2 separate regions of the Rattus norvegicus genome follow, and region 2 is linked to region 1. Evidence: chromatin contacts called from public Hi-C data. All regions are on one chromosome and are shown on one strand. Each heading gives the region's core, a stretch centred on a gene start, on an enhancer-like site or on the middle of the called end of the contact. The rest is flanking DNA. Distances are from core to core; before and after follow the strand shown. Region 1 overlaps Usp29 (ubiquitin specific peptidase 29). Region 2 holds the start of Zfp78 (zinc finger protein 78).

Region 1 (3,742 bases), core at 515-3,014:
TTTTATCGACAACAAGAACAACAAAAGAAGCATTTTATGTTATGATTTTGTTCTTATTTGTTGATCATCATCATCATCAATCATCATTACTAGGTTTAGGAGTTTGAGATTTTGTTGTTGTTGTTGTCCTTGTCTTGAAGCAAAGTATCATTGTGGAGATGGAGTTAGTCTCAAACTCTGAGATCTGCCTCCCTCTGACTCCTGAGTGTAGCTTGTACCACCATGCCCAGCTATTTGGGATTTAAAAAAAAATACATGGTTTTACATAGTCCATGCCTGCCTACAACCTCAAATCTAGAATGAAATCTGGCTAAAATGAAACAAACAAAAACAACGGGAGGTAGAGGCAGGCAGATTTCTGTAAGTTCCAGGCCAGCCTGATCTACACAGGGAGTTCCAGGCCAGCCAGAGCTACACAGAGAAACCCTGTCTCAAAAACAAAACAAAACCCTTCCTCAGATCAGTTCACACAAACTGTAAACCTTCACGGGAGTCTCCTGGTGCCTGGCACGGAGCACTGAGTTCTTTAGTGCTCAACCCCAGCATACACACCTGATCTGTCTTGCCATCTGCTCACCATTGGAACATCAAGTCTTAGAAGATGGAGTTTGGGGTTGGGGATTTAGCTCAGTGGTAGAGCGCTTGCCTAGCAAGTGCAAGGCCCTGGGTTCGGTCCTCAGCTCGGGGGGGGGGGGGGGGGGGGGGGATGGAGTTTGAAGTCCACTGCATTTGGCAGGATTGCCTGCATTGGAGAAACTCAGTGAACTTTTTCTTCCTTTTTCTTTAATTCCTAGGTCTGGGTTCCTGCACAGGACCTGTGTACAGAGAAAGTGTTGCAGCCACAAGCTATAGCTTCCTTTCCATTGTTGAGGTAAGGTCTCATGTAGCTTGATTTGTTTGTTTGGTTGTTTTGGGTTTTGTTTTGAGACAAGGTCTTACCACCTAATCCTAGCCAGCCTGGAACCCATTATGTAAATCAGACAGACCTTGAACTCAAAGAGAACTGCCTGCCTCTGCTTTTTTTTTTTTAATTTATTCTTTTGTACACTGTCGCTGTCTTCAGACACACCAGAAGAGGGCGTCGGATCCCATTACAGGTGGTTGTGAGCCACCATGTGGTTGCTGGGATTGAACTCAGGACCTCCGGAAGAGCAGTCATTGCTCTTAACCCCTGAGCCATCTCTCCAGCCCCTGTCTCTGCTTTATTACCAGGAGTAAATGGGTGTGTCCCCGCACATAGCCACAGGGATAGGCTGGTCTGGAATTCCACAAGTCGTCCAGAGGGTGGCCTTTAATTCCTCCTTCCAACTCTTAAGTGAAGGTGAACTATACAAATTATAAACATTTACAATACACAACATGGATGCTCTGATATGATTGTCAATCAAATTATTGACAAAACTATCAGTTCTCCGTGGTGATAACATTTCAAATCCTACTAATTTCTAAGTAACATTATTTTTAAATTGAATTGTTACACTACCCGAATGAACGTGCAAAAGAAGAAACGGAAGCCTGGAAGCCAAAAAACCCCCACCCAATGACACACAGGCCAGTATGAGACGGAGCCAGGGTGTAAACTCAAATCCCCACACCGGGGATTTCTCCGGCCCTGTTGCTGTGCTGGCCAATGCAGTCTGCTCCCCGGCGGCCTTCTTCTCGAAGCTCATCCATCCTTGTCCTTATAGGGTAAATGGTTTGAAATATTTTAGAGCAACTGCAGCCCGGTTTAACAAGCCGGATACCCTAGTCGTGCGAACTGTTTTAGTCAATATCCTACGAGCGCCACCTGTTGGCCGCTCAGCGCAATTTCTAATGAACGTCCTTAAGGCCATGGAATGTTCCAAACATTCGATCAATGCGGAATTACACTTGTAGCCTCTCAGCATTGAGAGGGGCGGGGGTGGGGTGGGGTGGGGTCTATGTAGCAAGTTCTAGGGAAGCCTATGTTACATGAGAACCTCTCTAAAAAGTCAAACGAGCCGGGAATGCGGCTCGTTTGATAGATTTCATGGCTAGAAAGCGCAAAGCCCTGGGTTCAATTCCTAACAAGGCCTAACCCAACCTTGGTGAAGGGGGGGCGGGCAGGGAGACACACAGAGAGATACAGAGGCACAGAGACAGAGAGAGAAAGAGAGAGAGAAAACAAAAAAGAGAGAGGGAGGGAGGGAGGGAGGGAAGAAGGAAGGGAAAGAGGGAGGGAGAGAGAGAGACAGACAGAGACAGAGAGATCCAAGGTCATTTTTCAGCTACAGTGAGTTCGAGGGCAGACCAGACTATGTGAGACCCAGTCTCAAAACAAAACATCAAAATGAAAGAAGTTCCCTGGGTATAGTATATACCCACACCCACACCTTTCCCTCCCAGGCCTAAACATAAACAGTGCCTTGTTTTTCTTTTTTGAGACCAGGTTTCTCTGTATATCCCAGGCTGTCCTGAATCTCACTCTGTAGATCAGGCTGGTCTTGAACTCAGAGATCCACCTATCCCTACCTCCCAAGTACTAAAATTTAAGGCCACCACCTCAGAGCTATTAGACATAAGCAATGTCAACCAGTCCCCCAAAAGTCCCAATGACAAACCAAGGCAACATATCACCAGTTTCTTGCAGAGCGTTGGTGAGGGGTTGCCTACAAGGATGTGGATGCTGAGATGAAGGTCCCCAGCCCCTCCCCTAGGTCACAGACTCTGGAGAGAGTCTTGTGACCCTTCCCACCCCTCTCTGAGAAGAAAAACCTGTCAGTTGAGCCCCTTTAGCATGGTGGTGGCTGACAAAGTCCCCAAGATGGCAGTTGCTTGGCTCAGAGGCTAGACACACACACCATTCTCCCAGGGTCATCCATCATCCCTTTGTGTATTTCTGTCTTCTGATCTACTGGTCATCAGAATGCTAGATGTGGCCCTAACCCTACTTCTGACTTCAGTTACCTTCTGAGGGACTAAGAACAAGGGCCTCATCATGGGATTTGGGCAGCTGGAGGAGTGCAGACACAATTTGAAGGGACTCTGGCCAGTGTGGTGAGCATGGCTCTGGCAGGCTTTGCCTTTCTCCCCCACTTCCTCTGCCTTGCTAAAAAACCCTTAGACTGCACTCCTCAAGCTAGCCCCCAAGGTCTATTCCCTTTTCGGCCACTTCTTCCTCCTCAGGCTGACTACCGAGCTCCAGCTATCAACTGTTGAAGTCCAGCAAGCACAAGCCCTCTTTGGCTCACCTAACTAACGTTCCCAATTAAAATTAAACATCTCTTCCTAACACAGGGTTCCTCTTTACCTTTATAACCAGCATTCTCCTATGTGCCACGTCTGTCTCCCCTCTATCCTGAGACAGTCCTTTGTCCCTTTCCCCTTGAGGACAAATATCCCTGTAACCTCTCCCTTCTTCCTCACCCTCTGTCTCCTGTCTCTGTCTCTTATGCCTTGCTCCTTTGTGCTTAGAACTTGGCCTTGGTGGTGGTGGTAGTGGTGGTGGTGTGTGTGGGTCGTCCTGAGATGATGCTTTTCCTTTTTCTACCCATCCCTGAACGGTCTGGCTACTCAATGCCTCTGGGGAGATGTAACTCAGCCTGCTCCCAAACTGAGCCTGAGACATCTCCCCTAACACCTGCTGGCCTGGCCCAGCTCCTTAGCCCCTGAAGTAATTTTAAATACATTCCAGGCTCTACAGACATGTGCTGAGTTGAGGATCTGAGGAGAAACATCCTTTGTTAATGTTGGCCACTTGCAGTGGGAAAGACTGGGGTAG
Region 2 (3,742 bases), core at 826-3,325, 630 kb before region 1:
AGGGTCCTTCTGGACTTTGTCTTCGATTTGTTCATTTGTGTCCTTTAAGGTCTCCTATAGTAAACAACAAGAAGAAAAATCCTGCATTTCCTTGATATCTTTCATGCTAGCAAATTAATAGAACTCGAGAAGCGAGGGTGGTAGACACCCCAGTTTAGAGTCAGAAACACAGGCAAAACAACTGAAGTTTGGGAGTTCCATCACAAACAGTGGGAAGTTTTGTAGGGACAAGCCTTCAACTCCAGGTAGCATCAAGATTGAATTGATGACAACCAGGATATATCTTTTATGGAATAAGTTTTCAAAGATGTTGAAATGTTATCTGAAGAAATTAGGAAATATCTGATACACCCTTCCTACTTTATATTTCTTTATAGCCCCTCCCCTACTTGTCAGGTCTGTATCTGTCGAAATTAAGATTTAAGAAGCCAGGGAATTATGTTTGCTTCTTTTTCCCCCCTCTCTTCACCCAAGTGACCTTGTCTTATTTGTTTCAGCTTTTAATACAACTATTGATTTCTTGATCCTTCAAAACAGGGATACTTTTTAGTTTGGCAAAAGGCAGAAAAAAATCTGACTGTTGTATTTTGGTTCCTATGACGTTGTCACATTCGCTGCTTCCAACACTAATAATGACATTTCCATTTTGTAGGTGAAACATATGCTGGTTTGCTGGTCACGGAGGTGATGAACATGAGTGAGAGGGAGGAGACAATCAGATACAGAATAGTGGCTGTTCTTGTGGCAAAGCTTAGCTTGCAAAGGTCAAAATTCCAAGCCTGGAGTCGTGGAGGCTTACACCTTTAATCTCAATTTGGAAGATGGATTCGGAAAGATCAAGAGTTCAGAGTCATCTTTGGCTGTTTACCCATTTTAGAAGTTAGTCTGGGCTAACCACCTCAAATCTTCTCTCTCTCTAAAAAATCAGAGTCTCAAAATCTAACAATAAAGATCGAGCATAGTTAAGTAATGAACAGTGACATCAAGGAGATTGATGGATGAATAGTGTGAGGATCCGCAGCAGCTGGTACCTAGAGACATTGCTGGTCTCCATGAAAGATGGGAAGCCTAATGAAGAGCTGGAGCAAGAGTCGCCCTAAGCGACAAGGCCAGGAACCCTAGGCAACACTTCTGCATAATCACGCACTCAGCCACACACTGTCCCAGCTCTCATCCCTTCTGCCACCTGTTGTAGTAGAACAGCCTTAAATTGTGCCCTTCTCCTCGAGCCCTGTCCTTTTCCTCTGACTCGTCTGAGAACCCGCCCCTTCTCCTTCAAACCGGTGCTCTCTCTAGGACTGCTAGGAGGACCGCCTTACTGGCTAAGCTCCGCCCCTCCCCTCAGAGTGCTGTGAATCCTCCCCTTTTCCGCTTAGCGCCTCCATTACCAGACACTACGCTGAGACCCTGCTCTTTGGGCTCAAACCCCGCCTCTTACCTCATATTCTGCTGAGGACCCGCCCTTCTCCACTGAGTCCCACCCTCAATCTAGATTCTGAGAACCAGCCCCTTCTCCTAGCCGCGCCCTCACCTCAGACTGAGCGAAGAACCGCCCTACTCGCCCCACCACTTACTTCGGATTGCTGAGAACCGCCCCTTCCCCCAAGCCCCGCCCTCACCTCGGGCTGCCAGTACCAACCCTACTGCCTAAGCCCCGCCCTCACCTCGGATTCGGCTGAGAACCTGCCCCTCTCCCAAGCCCTGCCCTCACCTCAGACAGCTGAGAACCCGCCCTACTTGATAACCCCGCCCCTCACTAATACTGATAAGCTCACGCCCCTTCTCAGTTTAGCACAGCCCTCTCCAGGGACTCCGCTGAGAGTCCGCCCTTTCTCCACCAAGCCCCGCCCCTTACTCCAGATTCTGCTGGGAACCTTCCCTAATAAGTACAGCCCCTCACAATAAACTTCTGAGATCCTTGCTCTTCTCTGCTTAGCCTTGCCTTCACCCTCAGACTAAGAAACTGTTCTCCGTAAGACCAGTTTCTCACCGCAGACTTCGCCGAGTACACGCCCCTTAAGCCCCGCCTTTCTCAGATTAGGTTTTTCTGTTGTCGCTGGCACAGGCTGCGCTTGCGCACATTTAGCTTGTATGACACCTCCCAGCGTCCCTCGGTTGACAGCGTCTGGATAAGGTAGCTGGCGGGTGAGTTGAGGCTCTTGTTAGGGAGTAGGAGCCCGAGCGCTGCGGGGAGGGGAGATCCTCGTGGTCCCTGTGTTTTCTGTCTGGAGGTAGGCGGGCGGTTGCGTGGAATCTGGGGGGCGCGAGGGCTCAGACGACAGGCGTCCGGAACTAAGTCTGTGCTTGGGTGTGCCAGGCCGGCGTGTGTTTGAAACGGACTGGGTTGTGAGTTTTCAGTGTGAGAGAGGGAGACAAGTCTCTCAGAGAATTAAGTGCTGTGAATGTGAGAGGAGTGTGAAACGTATGGTAGGTCTGTCTTCTGGTGATCTGCATTACAACACTTAAATGCTTGGAATCTCCAAAGTAATAAAGATCTTGTTGACCGCTCTTGATTGGTGGCTGACAGACTCAAGGTAGCTTCACTAAACGGGATTAGATGATCGGTCCCAAACCCCATTGAGGAGAGGAGAGGAGAGGGGCTGAAGGGTAAATTGATCACTAGAGGCCAGCCCTTTTGTTGATGTTTTGAGACAGAGTGTCATATACTCCAGGCAGTCTCAAACTCTTTATGTAAGTAGAAGATGACTTTGAAACCCTGATCTTCCTAAGTCTATCTTTCAAATGCTGTCTGTGATTACTGGCAGGTGCAACCCACACTCAGATAAGTGAATTACACAGCCATAGAAACTCAAAAGGAAAGGATTCAAAGAGCTTTCTGACAGGGGTATCCCTGCATAGAAATCTTGAGAGACGGTTGAGTGAAGCTGGGAATTTGAAGACTGGATTGTGTTGGAGACTTCAAGATGTTGAAGATGGTAGAGTCATGGGATAGCTGCATCCTAAGCATGGAACCAGCCTGAGAGAGAGAAGTACACAGTGGTCAACAAAGGTGAAAAGATTTGGAGATCTGACTGACATGGAGATGCAGAATTTAGAGTTTGCCCTGCTTGTTTTCGGTCTTTTCTTTGATCCAGTATTGATTTCCTCACTGTGCTCCTTTTCCTCCCTTTTGGAATGTGTTTTTAAAGATTTATCTATTTTACTTGTATGGGCATTTGCATATATATACATACATATACATATACACATATACATATGCATATACATACATATACATATACATATATACATATACATATACATATATACATATATACATATATATATATATATATATATATATATATATATATATATATATATATATATACCAAATGCATGCCTGGTACCATGGATGGATCTCCTGGAACTGGAGTTGCAGGAAGTTGTAAGCTGCCATGTGGGTTCGGGTAATTGAACCCTAATCCTCTAGAGGAACATCCAGTGCTCCGAGCCACTGAGTCATTTCTCCAGCCCCATGTCTGGAAATAATAATGTTTGGCATTGTATGTTGGAAGTTATGTTATCTGCAGTGGTTAGAGTTAAGCATGAATCTCAGAAGACACTTCGACTTTGGACTTTAGTGTGGAGACTGTGATAGACTATGAAGGCCTTTGAAGTTGAACTGAATGCATTTTTGCATTATGATATAAGCCTATGTGGGCCAGGGAGTGAAATGTGGTTTGAATAAGAATGGCCCACATAGGCTCATATATTTGAATGCTTAGTCATCAGGGTACTA

What was found. A called contact is a pair of places that touch in the nucleus more often than the background predicts.
Region 2: a contact with region 1 is called in a Hi-C map of the A7r5 cell line, with 3 times the contacts expected there. The contact joins the promoter of Zfp78 here to the enhancer-like site in region 1. A contact is called at or near these places in 8 of 12 Hi-C or Micro-C datasets (the A7r5 cell line, Schwann cells, frontal cortex and 4 more).

What each region holds. Positions count from the first base shown.
Region 1 is chr1:75,928,168-75,931,909 of GRCr8, reverse strand. All of the region lies in intron 3 of Usp29 (ubiquitin specific peptidase 29), which reads left to right. Among named protein-coding and RNA genes, the nearest start is that of Usp29, 30 kb to the left of the region's middle. Within about 2 kb of position 1,764, at least 7 of the 93 cell types and tissues checked have an H3K27ac peak or open chromatin away from gene starts, as enhancers often do. A contact at or near this core is called in the A7r5 cell line, where this site is marked.
Region 2 is chr1:76,556,318-76,560,059 of GRCr8, reverse strand. Zfp78 (zinc finger protein 78) reads left to right here and starts at 2,075. Exons shown (of 5, transcript NM_001427789.1): 1 at 2,075-2,145. It overlaps LOC134482884 (a long non-coding RNA gene), which reads right to left and starts at 2,391. Exons shown (of 2, transcript XR_010059559.1): 1 at 1,991-2,391.